Linked DNA regions of Mus musculus: region 2 is linked to region 1. A link is a contact called in public capture Hi-C data. All regions are on one chromosome and are shown on one strand. The core of a region is the stretch at or near the end of the contact, and the rest is flanking DNA. Distances in the headings are between cores, read along the strand shown.

Region 1 (7,724 bases), core at 2,375-4,874:
ATTAGTGTACATTGATTTTTGCTACTCAGCACCCCATCTGCATTTTTTGATATTGACACTCTTACAGTGATTGTTGAGTTTCTGGGTGACTTATAACATCAGGGTATTTTTCATGCTCAACAGCTACATTGCAGTTTTTTTTTATGTTCTAATGATCCTCATGTAACAGCAGAAGCCCAGGTTGGTAACACGCAGCCTGAGCTGATCTCTGTTGGCTTCCTGGTGCAGGCACACACTGATAAAGAAGCTCTGCCAGCTGAGGGAGAGCGAGCCGGAGCTGGCCCAGCTGCTCGTGGATCAGGTGAGGACTGACTGGGTTTGGCATCCTTTTCTGCCTTGGGGGTACAAAGCTGCTCTCTTCCTGAGGGTCAGGCGTAGGTCAGGCTGGACATGAGCCCCTGATCCTGATTTTACTATGCCATCCCTGTGTTTCAGATCTATGAGAATGCCATGATAGCAGCAGGACTCGTTGATGACCCCCGGGCCATGGTCGGCCGCCTGAACGACCTTTTGGTCAAGGTCCTGGAGAAACACTGACAGCCAAGACACTGGATTTAGTGTCAACCCAGGTCTTCTCGGGTGATAATGGACCTGCCTGGGGAGGCAGGACTTAATACACAAACAGTGCCACCAACTGCTTGAGCTCAGCTTTATTTACTTCAATTAAACAGTATTTCTTAGTCCCCGTGGCAGACGTTTTCTCTGTTCTGAGATGGTGGAATGCTGTAGTACCAAATAGAGTTGAAGTGGATTCTTCCTCACCAGAAGCAGTATGGCTGAACTGCTCAATGACATCAGATTTTTCTGAGTGTCACCTCCACTGGGTAATGGTCACTGATGGCTTCAGCCTACAGAGGCAGGGAGGTGGGGTCAGAGCAAGGTCCTCTATACCACAGAGGGTAAGCAGGTAGAAAGCCTGCTCCTGGCCTGAACTGCCTCCACCCACATCTAGTATGGAAACAGTAGCTCCTGCTTGGCTCCAGGCTAACCTAAACCACACAAGAGAGAGGACACATACCAGCTGGTTGGAAAGTCCGTATTCTGCTTGGAAATCAAAAGGAACAGCCGAGTTGGGAACAACAGCAGCCTGGAGCAGAGCTCCAGCAACCACAATCCTGTAGGATATCAAAGAAGAAGGTCCCTCTCCTCTTTCCCACATAGAGTTTGCTGACCCCAGGCTCCAAATGTGCTACACCCAGGAGTACCAAGAGAAGGCCCTGCACTAGCAGGAACTAACATGTAAGCTGCCCAGATGGAACCCCACCTGCTGGTAGCCACTCTGACAAGAAAACTAGGAGTCTGTAAGAAGGAGAGCTCCTGCCTCTTGAGTAGGAGAAGGCGAGTGAAGGCTTGGTTTGGCTTTGGGGCTGCTCACCTGTCATAAGCACAGTGTGTTGATGTGACTGTGGTGTCCGCACTGTCAGGGATCAGCCACTGGAAGATGGGGCTTGTCCGAAGGCGAATGGAGGACCACTGGGAGGAAGTGACGTAGCTGCAGCCAGCATTGAAGTCTCCCATGAACATGATGTCCTACCAGCAGACATGCCTGTTGGTCCAGGGACAAACAGGGCCAATAGAACCCATTGTCCCTAGGATGGTCTCACCTCCAGGCCCCACTTTTGCCAGACATCTAGGTAAACATCGTAGAGGGCGTCGATCTCACTCACAGCTTCTGTTGGGGCTGCATGCAAGGGCACGATCGCAAATTCTTGGACCTCTGAGGAAAAGCAGACATGCTATGGACATGGTGTCCAGAGACCAGCCTGGATTGGGTCTGGTCTGAGGTTACACTGGGGCCCTTATGCAGAGTGGTTTTAGCTTCGAGCAGAGGTGAAGATATGGGACAGTCTCCCACAGGCTAGATATTGTCCTTGTAGTTGAATGTAAATTCAGAGCACTGGGAGTTCCCTGAGGGAATGTGGGGGCAGCCCTGCCAGCCACAGGCTTCTAGAGGTCTGGATGGGAGTTGTAAGCTGTGACTCCATCGTGGCCTAGGCAGGGCTGACAGTGAAGCCCAGTAGCACTCACCAGTGTATGGGGAAAAGAACTTAACAATGGCTGGCTCTCTGCTGAAGGTGTCATTTCCACAGGGTTCACAGCCATCATCATATTGATAGCTGTCCAGAATAGACACCTGGTCAGGCCTAGAGAAAGACAAGACAAGAGGTGACTCTGGGGCTGTGAGAGCTACCTGAGTAGATGGATACCCACCCAGCCAGAACCTTATCCTGAAGTCCTGTAATATACATTGCTACCCCTACTCTATAAGGACCTCCCAAGTAAAAGAGGGTCACCTGGCCCTCCAAACCACTCTCATCCTCTTTGGCACAGCTTTGAGGCCTGCACATCCCTGAGTTTATTCTCAGGCTTTGGCAGCATAGGGCTTTACCTGTACACAAAAAGGTACTGTTCCTTGTAGCTTTTGCGGCCCAGCGGCTCACTGACTACATAGCGGTAGGTGTCAGGTTTGTCCCTGGATAAAGGAAACCAAAGGTACTTTTTCACCATAGAGGGAGCCTCCTGGCATCTGATAGCAGGGCTCCAACAATAGAGCACAGAGGGCGTGAGACTGTAAATGGTTGTCATTATACTCTAGGACTCCAGTACTGTCACCCACCGATTGAGTTCATCCAGGAGCTTCCCAACAGCAACCAGGTGGGAGTCTCTGACCTCTTGGATAACAGCGATGTCATAGCGACTCAGGATCTGCGGGTAACAGGCTGGGTAGGCAGGGCTGGATCAGCAGCTCAAGACCTCAGACTTTGTCCCTCCCAGGAACCTCAGAGAGCCAGAGCTGCAGCTGCTGCTCTTCCTTCCACACAGCTCTCCTGCCAGCCATGGACGGTGTGGACCGTAATCTGGGCTGACATCCACCCAGCTATGGTAAGGCCTCAGGTTCACTGTGGTCTCTAGCTTCCCTGATAGCACGCCTGCTCTCAGACTCTGGCCACAGTGGACTTACTTTCACAAAGTATACAGAGAGGGTAGCATTGGACATCTTAGTCTCCCCAAAAGTCCGAATGTTGAAGGCTGCAATTCTCAGAGTCCCAGCCAGCTGCAGCAGGTTGACCAAGGTGAGCAGTGTTCCCATTAGCCCTGTGTACCGCATCCTGTGAGATTGAATGGTCAGGACAAAGAAGCAGTGAAGCTCCCATCCCCATCAAAGACTAAAGCCTAGCTTGTGCTGAGCCAGTGGGAGGCCCTCAGTCCTTCCCCTGTACTTACCTGAAAGCCAATCTGAGACGGCTGCAGCAGTCAGAACAGACCTGCTCTGTATGATGAGCCCCCGAGTCTGCACTGGAACTGGATGAACAAGGTGAGTTCACTCAACACCTGACACTCACAGAGATGTCTACAGAGATGATGAGAATTCTGATACTAACCTGGAAAATTCTGATATATATTTCTTCTTTTGCTTTTAAAGGAAGATTCTTTTTACAAAATGTATAAAGGAAAAAACCAAAAAGCAGTGTGGAATTACAGACCTGCTAGCTCTCAGGGTCGCTGTCCAGGCAATGCCAACCTGCCTTGCTCTGCCAGTTTTAAAGGTTCAGGCAGTATTGACCTCCCCAGGGCGCATGTGTACCCTTCACCCAAGAGCACAGAACAATAGGGCTGCCTGTGTGGCCATCCCATTGGGCCCTGGGCAGGCTGATAGCACGTGCTGACATCAACAGACAAGGTGCCTCTTACTGTAAAAACAGTCTGATAACGTGTTTGTGCATGGTTATAAAACCTTGTGTCCTTTGCCCATCCTGCCCTCACTACCAGGGGTGGGTCGTAGGAATTGGAGGCAGGGCTGGCTGCATTAGCTCATCTACTTATGTCTGGTCTAGGGGGTTAATGTCACCTTGTAGCCAAAAGCAAATTTCAGACACTGACATGTTCACCATGGACTCTCAAGACAGCTGCTCTGCTCTGTGGTTAAGGAACCCCCACCTCCAAAGTCATTGAGATGCTAGAGGCTCCAGGTGGGAAATGCTGGGCGATAGAAATTCTTCCTGAGGAAACAAGGAGCTCAAGGGATCCCCAAGTATCTACATCACAAGACAGAGTAACTCAGGGGTGGGTCTTGCCATTTTTTTCAATCCTTGATAGTTCATTTGTGTTTATCCCCTAGGGCTCTTTAACAAGCTACCACAATTTCCTGAAAGCTGTGTAGTCAGAGGTTCAAAACCCAGGTGTGTGCAAGGGCCATATGCACCCCACTCTAGGGGAAGACTCTTGGGGCAGCTCTCCCTTTCTCTGATGATGGAACTGCATTATGTTCCTCTTGGATGTGGACAGGATAATGTCCCATCTCACCCTAGTCCTATCCTTCCTTGGTCCTCTCCCCTAAACTGCACATGGAGGCCAGAGGTTGATACACGTATCTTCCTCTATCACTCTCTACCTTAGTTTTTGAGACAGGGTTTCTCACTAAATCTAGAGCTCAGCAAATTGGCCAGATGGACTGGCCAGCAAGGCCCCGAATCACCCTGTGTCTGCCTCCTAGTGCTGGGATTACAAGCTCCTGCTGTCATACTAGTCTTAAACGAGAGCTGCAGATCTGACTCCAGCCCTTACACTTCTAGTGAACACTTTACCAACTGAGCCATCTTCCCAGTTCCCACAAAGTTCTCTTTTGCCAAGTATTAGGGTGTGGACATCTTTTGGGGTACCATTTATCCCTCCATCAGAAGCTCTATGCTGAAGGGATTTTGGCTTTCCAAGGACAACACAAACATGTTCTAGAGACTGAACCTTCCTGATGAAGGAAGAGCTTTTATGCCCAGAGAGAATTGGAAGTAGCAAATAGAACAGGCAGCTACAAGAGGTTGGATATATCCAGAAGCAGGACAGCCTAGAGGTCAGGAGTCGGAAAGAGGCCAAGGTCAGCAAAGTACCTGCCAGCTGGCCAAGGCACCTGTTATGCAGGACTAGAAAAAATTAACATAGCATACGAAAAGTAAAGACACCTTGGGGAAGACAGTGTCACAGTGGCACTGGAGCACATCTCCTGTGTGTCTCACATGCACAAGTCAGAGATCCAATCACCCACCTGCCTCTCCAGCTACCAGAAACCCCATCTTCATATTCTGATCCTCCTGCCTCCACCTTGCACGTTCTGGAATTTTGTGCAGAGTTTACAGGCTAGTTGTTAGGTGCTTGGCAGCAAACCACTCCAGCCCCATGTAAGTCTTTTCAGAGCTCTGCATGACCATGCTTCAGCTGAGGTTGTGATAGACGGGAGTGTGTCAGTGCTCGCCCAGTTCTCACCCACCCAGCAAGTAGCTGGGGCACCTGGTGGCTGAGCACAACTCATATTTTTCTACCTTGGTCACACATTTGAGAGGTTGTGGTAGGAATGGGAGCAGACCAATGTGCAAAGAAAGGTGGCTGACACCAGGCAGCTAGACACAGAAGCATCAGTAAGATCTGACACGAATGACTTTGGCAGAGGGCCCCACTCCTCTGTTTCTCAGCATCTGGTAGCTAAGGGTACTGGCAAGCCTGCCATTAACTCCCTGCTCCTGGGAGCTCCTAGGTACCCCTACTTTCCTTCCAGCCAACAGAAAGGTTAGGGCTTAGGTCTTCCTTCGGCAGCAGCTGGGTCCTGAGCCCCAGTTGCACATGGTGGCCCCTCACCTGGGCTCCCTGGGAGACACCCAGCTAGGTTACATTCATTTGGAGTAAGGATTCTTGTCCTGCTCTGTGGTTGGAAGATCAGTGGACACAGGACTTGCAAGTCTAAATAGAGTTTACTCCTCTTAGAAGGAAAGCCTCTGGATGCTACACAGCCTCCCCTTTCTCTCTTGTTTTCCTTTTCTTCTTGTGTCAGCTACTGCTGCGCAGTCAGTGGCCTCCAAGCTCAGTGTGCAGAGCAAGTCATTCTTTTCTGTGTATAGCCAGGAGGGGTGTCTTATCCCTGAACTGCACTAGGACAAAAAGGGGGAAGTGGAAACCCCACTAGAGAAACAGTGATGTGATGCTCTTACATCTAGATGCTGTCTCTACCATGCCGAACATCAACAGTAGGACCAGGAGCACACTCTGGAGGTACAAGAACCAGGAAGGTAGAAGCAGCTGAGTGCTTCTGGAGTTTTCAGTCAGATCAACAAGGAAGTATGTGCTGACAGCCAGTGACCATAAGGAACACTGGCCACTTTTACGGATCAGGTGAGCTTTTTAAAGGTCAGCTCTGATTATTTACAATGTTCTCTTTAAATTGCTCTTGTCACAGATACCAAATGGGGAAGTAACGAATAGCAATAGATTATTAAAGTGTGAGCCAAGTCAAAGGATATGGAAGAAAATCCTCTTAAGGACTGTGACCAAAACAAGTGATCCCAGTGGGGCAGGTCATGGTAGGGCAGGCCACGGTGGGGCAGGCCACAGCCGGTGCTTCACTGCCCTCACACAAAGAAGGAGCACAAAGTAACTCAGCGAGTGGTGAAGTACGCATGTCTGCATGTCAGACACAACATGACTGCGTTATCTCTTTCTATAGTATTCTGTATCTTATCTGTGTGGCCACTGCTGTGGCAGCTTCTGAGAAAACATTACTGTGAAATTTGATGTAGACCAAGGCAAGGATGGCAGTTTCAAAGTCTCTTGCAAGTGAACATATCCCAGGAATAATTATGGTTAAAAATGAAGTTTTTCTTTAGATTTTACATGTGGGTCAGTGAGATGGGTCAGTGGTTAAGTGCTGTTGCCCTGATGACCTGAGCTTAGTCCTTAGGCTCCAAGCGGTGGAGAGAGCCACGCCTTTAAGTTGTCCTTTGACACGCATGCTTTGGCACACCCATGCACATAGTAAATGCATACAAAATTTAAAATATGCATGGTGGTGCACACCTTTAATCTCAGCATTCAGAAGGCAGAGGTAGGAATTCCTCTGAGTTTCAAACCAGCTTAGGCTATATAGTTTCATGACATACAGAGTTACATAGTGAGACCCTGTCTTGACACACACAAAAAAAATAAAAAACAACAAAAACTCAGACAGGCAGTCGTGGTGCACTCCTTTAATCCCAGCGCTTGGGAGGCAAAGGAAAGTGGATCTCTATAAGTTTGAGACCAGACTGACCTACAGAGTGAGTTTCAGGTGTCCAGGGCTACACAGGGAAACCATGTCTCAAAAAAAGCAAACAAAATGAAGCAATAATAGTAATGTATGTGTGCTAACTTTTTCAAATGTCTACTATAAATTGTAAGGCCATAAATCCTGATTGGGTTCGCCCAGCTAATAGACATCCATCTGTGGGTGATTTCCTGTGGGTGACTTACTACCAACCTTCGCTAAGTTGTGTCACTGAGAAAGCCTGGAAGCTGTGAGCTGGCGAGCAAGGTGTGGCTTGGAGAGTGGTCATGCAGTCTGCTAGCCTTAGCACTCCTTCATTTGGGCTGTGGCTGTGTCTGTGTGTCTGTATGTATTTTCAAAAGCTTGAACAGCTCACGGAGACACTCCGTTCCATAAACCATTCTAAGAACCCTTGCCATGCATTAGCCATTTTACCTGTATTAAATACTCGAGTTTGTATTGATATGAAATTAGCAACAGGAGACAGGATGGACTTGACACACCAACCTGACAAAGTTCAATTCCTGCAATCCCCACAAAGGTTTGGAAAAGAACTGATTCTCGGGCTGGAGAGATGGCTCAGCGGTTAAGAGCACTGACTGGCTCTTCCGAAGGTCTCGAGTTCAAATCCCAGCAACCACATGGTGGCTCACAACCA
Region 2 (7,724 bases), core at 3,694-6,193, 490 kb before region 1:
CGCAAACCTGGGAGAAAATGGATGGGAGGGAAAGAAAGAGCGAAGACCAAGGAGGGAAATCTTGTCAAGGTCTCAGTTTATTAGGCTGAAACTCGGGTTTTTTTTTGTTTTTGTTTTTTTTTTTTTTGTTTGTTTGTTTGTTTTTTCGAGACAGGGTTTCTCTGTATAGCCCTGGCTGTCCTGGAACTCACTCTGTAGACCAGGCTGGCCTCGAACTCAGAAAACCTCCTGCCTCTACCTCCCGAGTGCTGGGATTAAAGAAACTCGGGGTTTTTAAAGCATACATTGAGGGGAATAGGGAGGGGTTGGGGGGGAATTAACAAAGAACAAAGAAGTGGGCATCAGGGGACACGAGGGCCGAAGTCAGGCTCCAGGCGGCGGGCATGCTGCGTCTTATCTCCAGAATTTGGATCCTCCTTAACAGCCTTGGGTGTCAGCCCGGGCTCAGCATATAACTCATGTCCTTGGATGTCTTGGGAGTCAGGAAGAGATAAGGAAGAGGGGACTATAATTCAGCTTTTACAGCCTCAGGTGCCAGGAAGGGAACGGCGAGAAGGGAGTGACAACCCGCTCCTTAGCACAAGGCCATTTGGCTTGTCAGGGTGGGAGACTGTGAAAAGCTTGCTTTCTCACGGTATGATCTCCAACGTGTTATAAGTCATAGTTCCTTCTTAGCTGACTTGAACAAGGCATATTCATATTAAAGGTGATTTCTTTTAATCACAGTCTCTCTCTTTTTCTTTTTAAAGCCTGAGGGAGGGATTGAGCCAGGGTCTTCCAGCATGGCAAGCTACTTCTCCCCCAATTGGAGATCTTTACTTCAAATGTTAAAAATACCTTCCTTATAGTATCCAGATTAGTGTGAGACCAAGCAACTGGTAACCATAGCCTAGCCAAGAAAACAAAACCTAACTACCACAGCTAGAAATCCAGTTCGTTTTCTTGAAGTTGAACTATAGATTCATTATAATTCCCATTAAAATTCAAGAATACTTCTTAAAACATTAGTACTGACCTGAAATCTACAATATGTCTGTGCAGAGGAACTGCTTTCTTTTAGATTGGTGAAGTGAATTGCTGACCACGTTGAAAGGAAGGTAAAGTTCTTATACCTTTGGGCTTTTAATGGATAGGCTCCACTTGCTGCTGTGTATTAATTTAATATTCCATTGCAGGGGTAGTTTTATATCCTGTAATAGAAAGCATACTAAGTGTCAGTTTGCAGTCAGTCACAATTGTGCATTTAATGTATCCTGAACATATTAAAGTATTGTAGTCCCATGTTATTTTAAGAGGACTGCTTCTTAAAGAAATACTTCTTCATTATTGCCCTATCAGAACTGTATGCCCTCTGTAATAACTCTGATCATGATAATCCAGTTTCCCTATTAATTTTGTTGATGTATTATACAAAATTAAAATTTTGATTTTATAGTTTATTATATTGAACCTTGAATTGGGAGCCATTAAGATGTTCCAGGGGTGTTAGGTGCCTCACACCTTGATTTTGATCTCTGAAACTTACATGATGGATGAAGAGAACCACCTGCTATAAATTGCCATCTGACCTCTGATCTCCACAGACAACAGCATTACAGACTAGGCCTAAGTTAGCAGCCTGAGGCAGTAAGCCTTGGAGATGACAATTCTATCAGGTGAATAAAAGTTGCTTTTACAGAAGCCCTTGGTTTGGTTTCTAGCGTGTACATGGTGGTTCACAAGCATCTACAACTCCAGTTTCCAGGAATTCAGTACCCCGTTCTAGCTTCCACAGGTACCAGGTACACATGCTATATACTCAACATGCATGTAGGCAAAGCATTCATACACAAAATATTAATAAATCACTGGGCACTTGGGAAGCAGAAACGGGTAGATCTCTGAGTTCAAGGCTGGCATGGTGTATATAGAGAGTTCTAGTACAGACAGGGCTACATATAAGGCCCTGTCTCACAGAGAGAAAGAAATTATCAATGAAAGTCTGACTTTGAGGCAGTTTTTAGATCAGAAACCATTTTTTAGGTAAAAACCTAGACATACAAGAACAACTGATAAATGGTATTTGATAAAAAGCAAGAACTTCAGTTCCTTGAAAGGCATTTAAGGGAATGGAATGACAAGCTACAGACTTGGAAAGGACATTTGCAAGTCAGATATCTGATAAAGGATTTATGTAAGGATCAAAACTGAACAAAACATCTCATAATAAGTGGACAAAAGATTTAAGCAGGCATTTAATAAAAAATATACCAAAAAATAGGTAGTAGACAAGTGAAGACGTTAATATTATTAGCTTTAGGGAAGTGGAAGTCAAGACTGAATGAGATGAGATGGCCCAGAGGGTAAAGGCACTTGCCTCCAAGCCTGTTGGCCTGAGCGCAGTTCCCAGAAGCTGGGTGGTGAAAGGATAGAAGTCTCTTCTAGCCTTTGTGTGCACCATAACATGCGCGTGCACACACACACACACACACACATACACACACGAAAACTGTTTAAGAAATAAATCCTGCAGTGAGCCCCACAAGTACATCTAAAGAGCCTGAAGGTAAGGGCTGAGGCGTACTCAGTGATGGACTTCTTGGCTAGGACATGGAAGGCCTTGAGTTCCATCCCCAGGACAGCATGTACCAACTGTATCAGGTTAGGCTGCGTGGGGACTGAAACAAGTGAGCTTTTGGGAACATAAAATAGTACAATCGCCTTGGGAAAAGTTTAAGCAGATATCATATGACTCAACGTTTTCACTCCTAGGCATTTACACAAGAGAAAAAGCTTCTGTCTGTACATTGCTATACCTTCAGATATTCATAACAACTTTACTTTTAATGGTTTAATTTTGGAAACAACCCACATGTCCATCAGCAGGTGAGTGGATAACCAATTGTGGTTTGTTCCTACAATGGATGACTATTCACTGATAAAAAGGAATAGGCATCCATCCTATAATCAGCCTCCAAACGCTGACACCATTGCATACGCTAGCAAGATTTTGCTGAAAGGACCCTGATACAGCTGTCTCTTGTGAGACTATGCCAGGGCCTAGCAAACACAGAAGTGGATGTTCACAGTCAGCTATTGGATGGATCACAGGGCCCCCAATGGAGGAGCTAGAGAAAGCACTCAAGGAGCTAAAGGGAACTGCAACCCTATAGGTGGAACAACAATATGAACTAACCAGTACCCCGGAGCTCTTGTCTCTAGCTGCATATGTATCAAAAGATGGCCTAGTTGGCCATTGTTGAGAAGAGAGGCCCCTTGGTCTTGCAAACTTTATATGCCTCAGTACAGGGGAATGCCAGGGCCAAGAAGTGGGAGTGGGTGGGTAGGAGAGTGGGGGGGGGAGGGTATGGGGGGGCTTTCGGGATAGCATTTGAAATGTAAATGAAGAAAATTGGGGGAAAAAAAAGGGATAGGCAGCCAGGCGTGGTGGTACACACCTTTAATCCCAGCACTCTAGAGGTAGAGGCAGGCGGATTTCTGAGTTTGAGGCCAGCCTGGTCTACAAAGTGAGTTCTAGGACAGCCAGGGCTATACAGAGAAACTCTGTCTCAAAAAGCCAAAAGCAAAACCAAAAGAAAAAAAAAGAAAAAAGAAAAAGGATAGGCTATTGATAGAATGAATAAATCTGAAAATAATTGTGCTGAGTGAAAGGAAGCAGATAAAGGCCACTGATAGCTGGGAAATGCAGACTAACGTGTATCGACAGCAAGCAGATTAAAGGTTGCCAGACTGTAGCGGAGGGATCTGCTCATTTTCTTGATTGTGCTGGTATATAAGAGATTGCAGACATTGGTTAAATTTTACCAGTTTGTACCCTTTAGATAGGTGTGGTGTACAAGGCATGGTGGCACACACCTTTGGTCCCAGCACTCAGGAGGCAGAGGCAGGAGAATCCTTGAGTCGAGGCCAGCCTGGTGTACAGAGTGAGCTCCAGGACAGCCAGGCTGCACAGAGAAACCCTGACTCAAGAAAAACAAAAACAAGAAACCCTATGTAGCATATTTTTTGTTGATTGTATATCAATAAAGCTGCACTAAGTATGGGAAGCACATGGGCTAGGGACATGATTTTGTGGCAGAGTGTTCTGGCCTAAGCCCTGTGTTTAATTTCCAGTACCATAAAACCAAGCTTTGAGAACTGTAAAGTTCCCAGCACAGAACAGGTGCCCAGTTTGCTTTTAGTTCATTTACTCCGTGGCCAGTTGCTGCCTCCTCCCTTCCTGGTGACACTATCCCCTAGCCAGACAAGCCGACATCTGCTGTCCTATAGCTGGCTCTCAGGGCTACCACAAGCCCAGAGGAAGAATGCATCAAAAAGCACTTTGTAGAGGTGACTGAACATTCAGGAGGCCCTGCCCACTGGAAATGGACCTGCCTCTCCACCTCCAACTGACATCATGTCATTCAGGCGATTCTCTGAGTCCCCTTTTTCCCTCTGCTCAGCATTCTCTGTACAGAGGCCCTGGAAGGACAAGCTCGTAGTCGTCGACCTCAAAGGTCAGATGTCGTGGGTTTTCCTATTTGCTAGATTGCAGATCAGGGACTATCAACTAGGATTGGTTTCCATTTGGCCTATAGTCCTTCATTTGTAGGCATTTCCAGGTCCTTGACCTATCTGAGACTTTAGGTCAAGGTAGCAAATATTCTAGGAAGACTCAAGTTCCTAACTCCTGGACCTTAGCCCAAGGGCCATCTTTAGCCCCTTCTCCCCTACCCTGAACTAAATAACCCTGGGCATGTTGGGAGAGGCCACTACTGGGCTCTGCTTCTCTGCTTGGAGCCTAGGACAACACCCACAGTAGCCCTTGGGGGTCTGGGCTTCTTTCCCATCGTGTTTGCCCAGTTGCCCTAGTGACTGTGTGACCCTTCTCCCCCGCCCTCCACCTCCTGCCGTGCCTGCTTGCACCCACCATATAAATAGAGGCGAGGAGCAGCTGGGCTCTCTTGGCAGTCACCATGAAGGCGCTGCTCCTGCTCTGCTGTTTCCTGGCCTCCCTGCTGCTTTCAGGACAAGCAGGTACGCCCCCTGCACAAATGGCTTCCATTGGGCCCCTAATGTGCCCAAGTTTTTATCCGAGTGGGGGGCTGGGCTGATGGCAGAACTTTGCATCTAGCTCGTATAACTGCCCTTCTCTCAGGGGCCCGGGACACAGAGGATGAGGTGCTAGAGAGAAGTGGGAGCCAGTGAGGGGTTCTAAGAAGAAATCAGAGCAAATGGTTCTGAGGTCTAGACCAGGTTCAGAGAGAAACATGCTGGAGAGAGGACCCTCCGGAGTCAGGCATAGAGGAATCTCTGAGATGGATAAAAATACATACTCTTGGAGCTGGAGGTTGTCTGAGTTACCATCTTGGTGGGAGATAGGACAGAGACTTTGTTTTAGCTAGTGACTTAGGTCTGCATGTCCATGGACAGAGTGGGACACTGCAGACAAAGCTGAGAATCATTTTATGAACAGTGGGACAGAGTTGGAACTGGGATAGGGTAGAACTGAATGGAAAGCTGAGAACTGGTGACTGTGTTGGAAGCAACTGGACAGAATGTGGAGGGGAATGGAGGAGAGCCTTCCGAGGGGCAGGGTCTTTCCTCCAGAAGGGGGCTCAGCTCTGCACACCATGGCTCTCCTTTGGCATCTCAACATTTTGTGTGGCAGAGGTGGTGGCTTGGGTTGCAGCATGGGGGTTATTTATAGTCTGCGGAGGGGACACCGATCATTTTGCCACCTCTCTTGTTCTTAAGACTCCCAAGACTGGCTTCCCCTTGGGGATTCTTAGGGGAGGTGCTCTAAGATTCCCCCTAGGGATCTAGGACACCCTGGTCTGTCTTTTATGCTGGTACTTCATCTTTGTGAGATTTCTGGGTCCTTGTTTTAGACCTTTAAGGTTCTGTCTCAGGGACTGGAGTGACAGAGGTGCAGTCCAGTGAGAGGATAGGCATATGAGGAACAAAAGCCATTCTTTGGGGGTGTGAGAGGTAAGGCTGGGTGCTCTGGGCCATTGGGCTTGCTGTTGGGCCCTGCCCTTGTCTGCCCTTGAGTTAATTTGGTCTCCATGGGGCTGTGGTGGCTAGAGTGGTGAGTATTCCAAGCGGCTGTCAGGTGGCTAAGTATGGAAACAGTCCTGTAATTGGATCCTGAGCCCGAAGCCACTGCCACCCTCTCCTCTTCCCAGCCCCTCCTCTGCTGCTCCAGCCCCAGCTGCCACCTTGAAGCTACCACACAGCAAAGCCCCAGGAATTTCTGTCCTTTTAGGGACATTTAAATTTTTTTTCTTTCTTTGTATAAAGGGGACAGGATTTCTAGACTATTCTGAAGGCTATGTTCAGAGCTCTTGCTATGGGAAAGAGGCATGTGATTCATATCAAAGTTTTTCTAGGCTGTTTCTTTTTGTACCCAGGAGTGTGAGCTTGCTCTTGCCTGTCTCAAATCCCCCTGCCTGCTTGTTCTACTTCAGTTACCACTACTCTGCCCAGTTGTAGATTGTGTACCCCGAGGTGGCTGCTGCTTCAACTCAGTGGGAGGTTACAAGACACCTGATGCTTTCCCCATACCCCTAGAACAGCAGTCTTTGCTAGTGGTTGAATTTCCCCCAGAACTTGCCATCCTGGCTAAAGGTCACTACCTTGTAGCTGAACTCCTGTCTCCATTTTTCCTCCGGTCGTCATTTATCTCCCTGGGCTAGAAGAAGCCAATGTCTTCTCTAGCTCTACCCTCACTTTCAAAGATAGGAACCCTGGAACACATCCTATCTTATCTTTCCCACATTGCTTCTATGGTTCCTCTAGACTGGGTGGTTGACTCTGAGGTCCCAATTGCCTCTTCTCATTAGGACACCCAGCATCCCTGTTTCCCTAGGCATTAGTCACAAGTACCTACACCAGAACTTGGGAGCAGCCATAGGCTCCTGTCACCAGACACCTCTGGTCCCTTCCCTCGTCCAGCTACCCCGAGTTCTTTATAATTACCCGAGTTCTCTCCCTGGTCTAAGGACCTGGAAGAGAGGTCTCATCAAGAACTCCAGAGATGATTTAATGAATGTTTTTATTGGATAGTGAAGGAAAGAAAAACTTGGTGAAGTGAAAGGACCTTCCCAGTCAGGGACAGAAGCACAAGTCCCAGTGCTGTTAGCACTCCTCTGGGAACCGTGTCCCTCCCCTGCCTGCCTGGCAGAGGACTGTGGATGCATGTGAAAGGGGGGCGTGGACAAGGCCGCCCAGGACGTTTCTGAGACTGTTGCTTCAGATCCTTTGACCCCCCATTCCACCGTAAGAAATTGGTGTGTGCTGGGGGTGCACTTCTACAGGCCCAGGGTGATGTGTCCATTTCGTTCCCTGAGGGCACAGGTTGCCTCCTCTTTACTGTAAGGCTGTATATGGAGAGGGAAACTTCCTTTCTGCCTCCTCCACAGGGCAGTCCAGCTGCTACTGTCTTCTGCTGGGGGGCTTTAAGAGGAGTGAAGTCGGGGCTCCAGGGAGAGCCGACTTTAGAAACCTTTCTAGTTCCCAAAGTGATGTCCCCTTGTCTAGCTTGTGAAAGCTGGACAAGCTCACAGGGTACATCTTGTCTCCCCACTTTCCATCGGGAGCCTGTGAAGTGCAGTGCCAGGATGTGCTTATGGCTTCAGCCCTTTCCCTAGTGGCATGAGAACCATAGTTGGGAAATTCTGTTTTCGCCCCTTATATGTTACAGTGAATACCATATGTTACAGTGAAGGCCAAATAACTAGTTC

Evidence for each region. Capture Hi-C pulls out chosen DNA fragments and counts their contacts.
Region 2: a capture Hi-C map of embryonic stem cells shows a contact between it and region 1, with 2.1 times the contacts expected there. The contact joins the promoter of Srl here to the promoter of Dnase1 in region 1. A contact is called at or near these places in 1 of 39 promoter capture datasets (liver), 1 of 484 Hi-C or Micro-C datasets (embryonic stem cells) and 2 of 9 other capture datasets (adipose tissue and embryonic stem cells).

Annotation. Positions count from the first base shown.
Region 1 is chr16:4,032,936-4,040,659 of GRCm38.p6, reverse strand. It overlaps Dnase1 (deoxyribonuclease I), which reads right to left and starts at 3,624. Exons shown (of 10, transcript NM_001357143.1): 1 at 3,486-3,624; 2 at 3,226-3,352; 3 at 2,963-3,110; 4 at 2,618-2,706; 5 at 2,390-2,473; 6 at 2,029-2,144; 7 at 1,605-1,717; 8 at 1,376-1,530; 9 at 1,019-1,115; 10 at 636-848. The coding sequence starts at 3,109. The coding sequence ends at 795. It overlaps Trap1 (TNF receptor-associated protein 1), which reads left to right. Exons shown (of 18, transcript NM_026508.2): 17 at 229-301; 18 at 436-683. The coding sequence ends at 537.
Region 2 is chr16:4,520,285-4,528,008 of GRCm38.p6, reverse strand. It overlaps Srl (sarcalumenin), which reads left to right and starts at 4,943. Exons shown (of 7, transcript NM_175347.6): 1 at 4,943-5,016. The coding sequence starts at 4,956.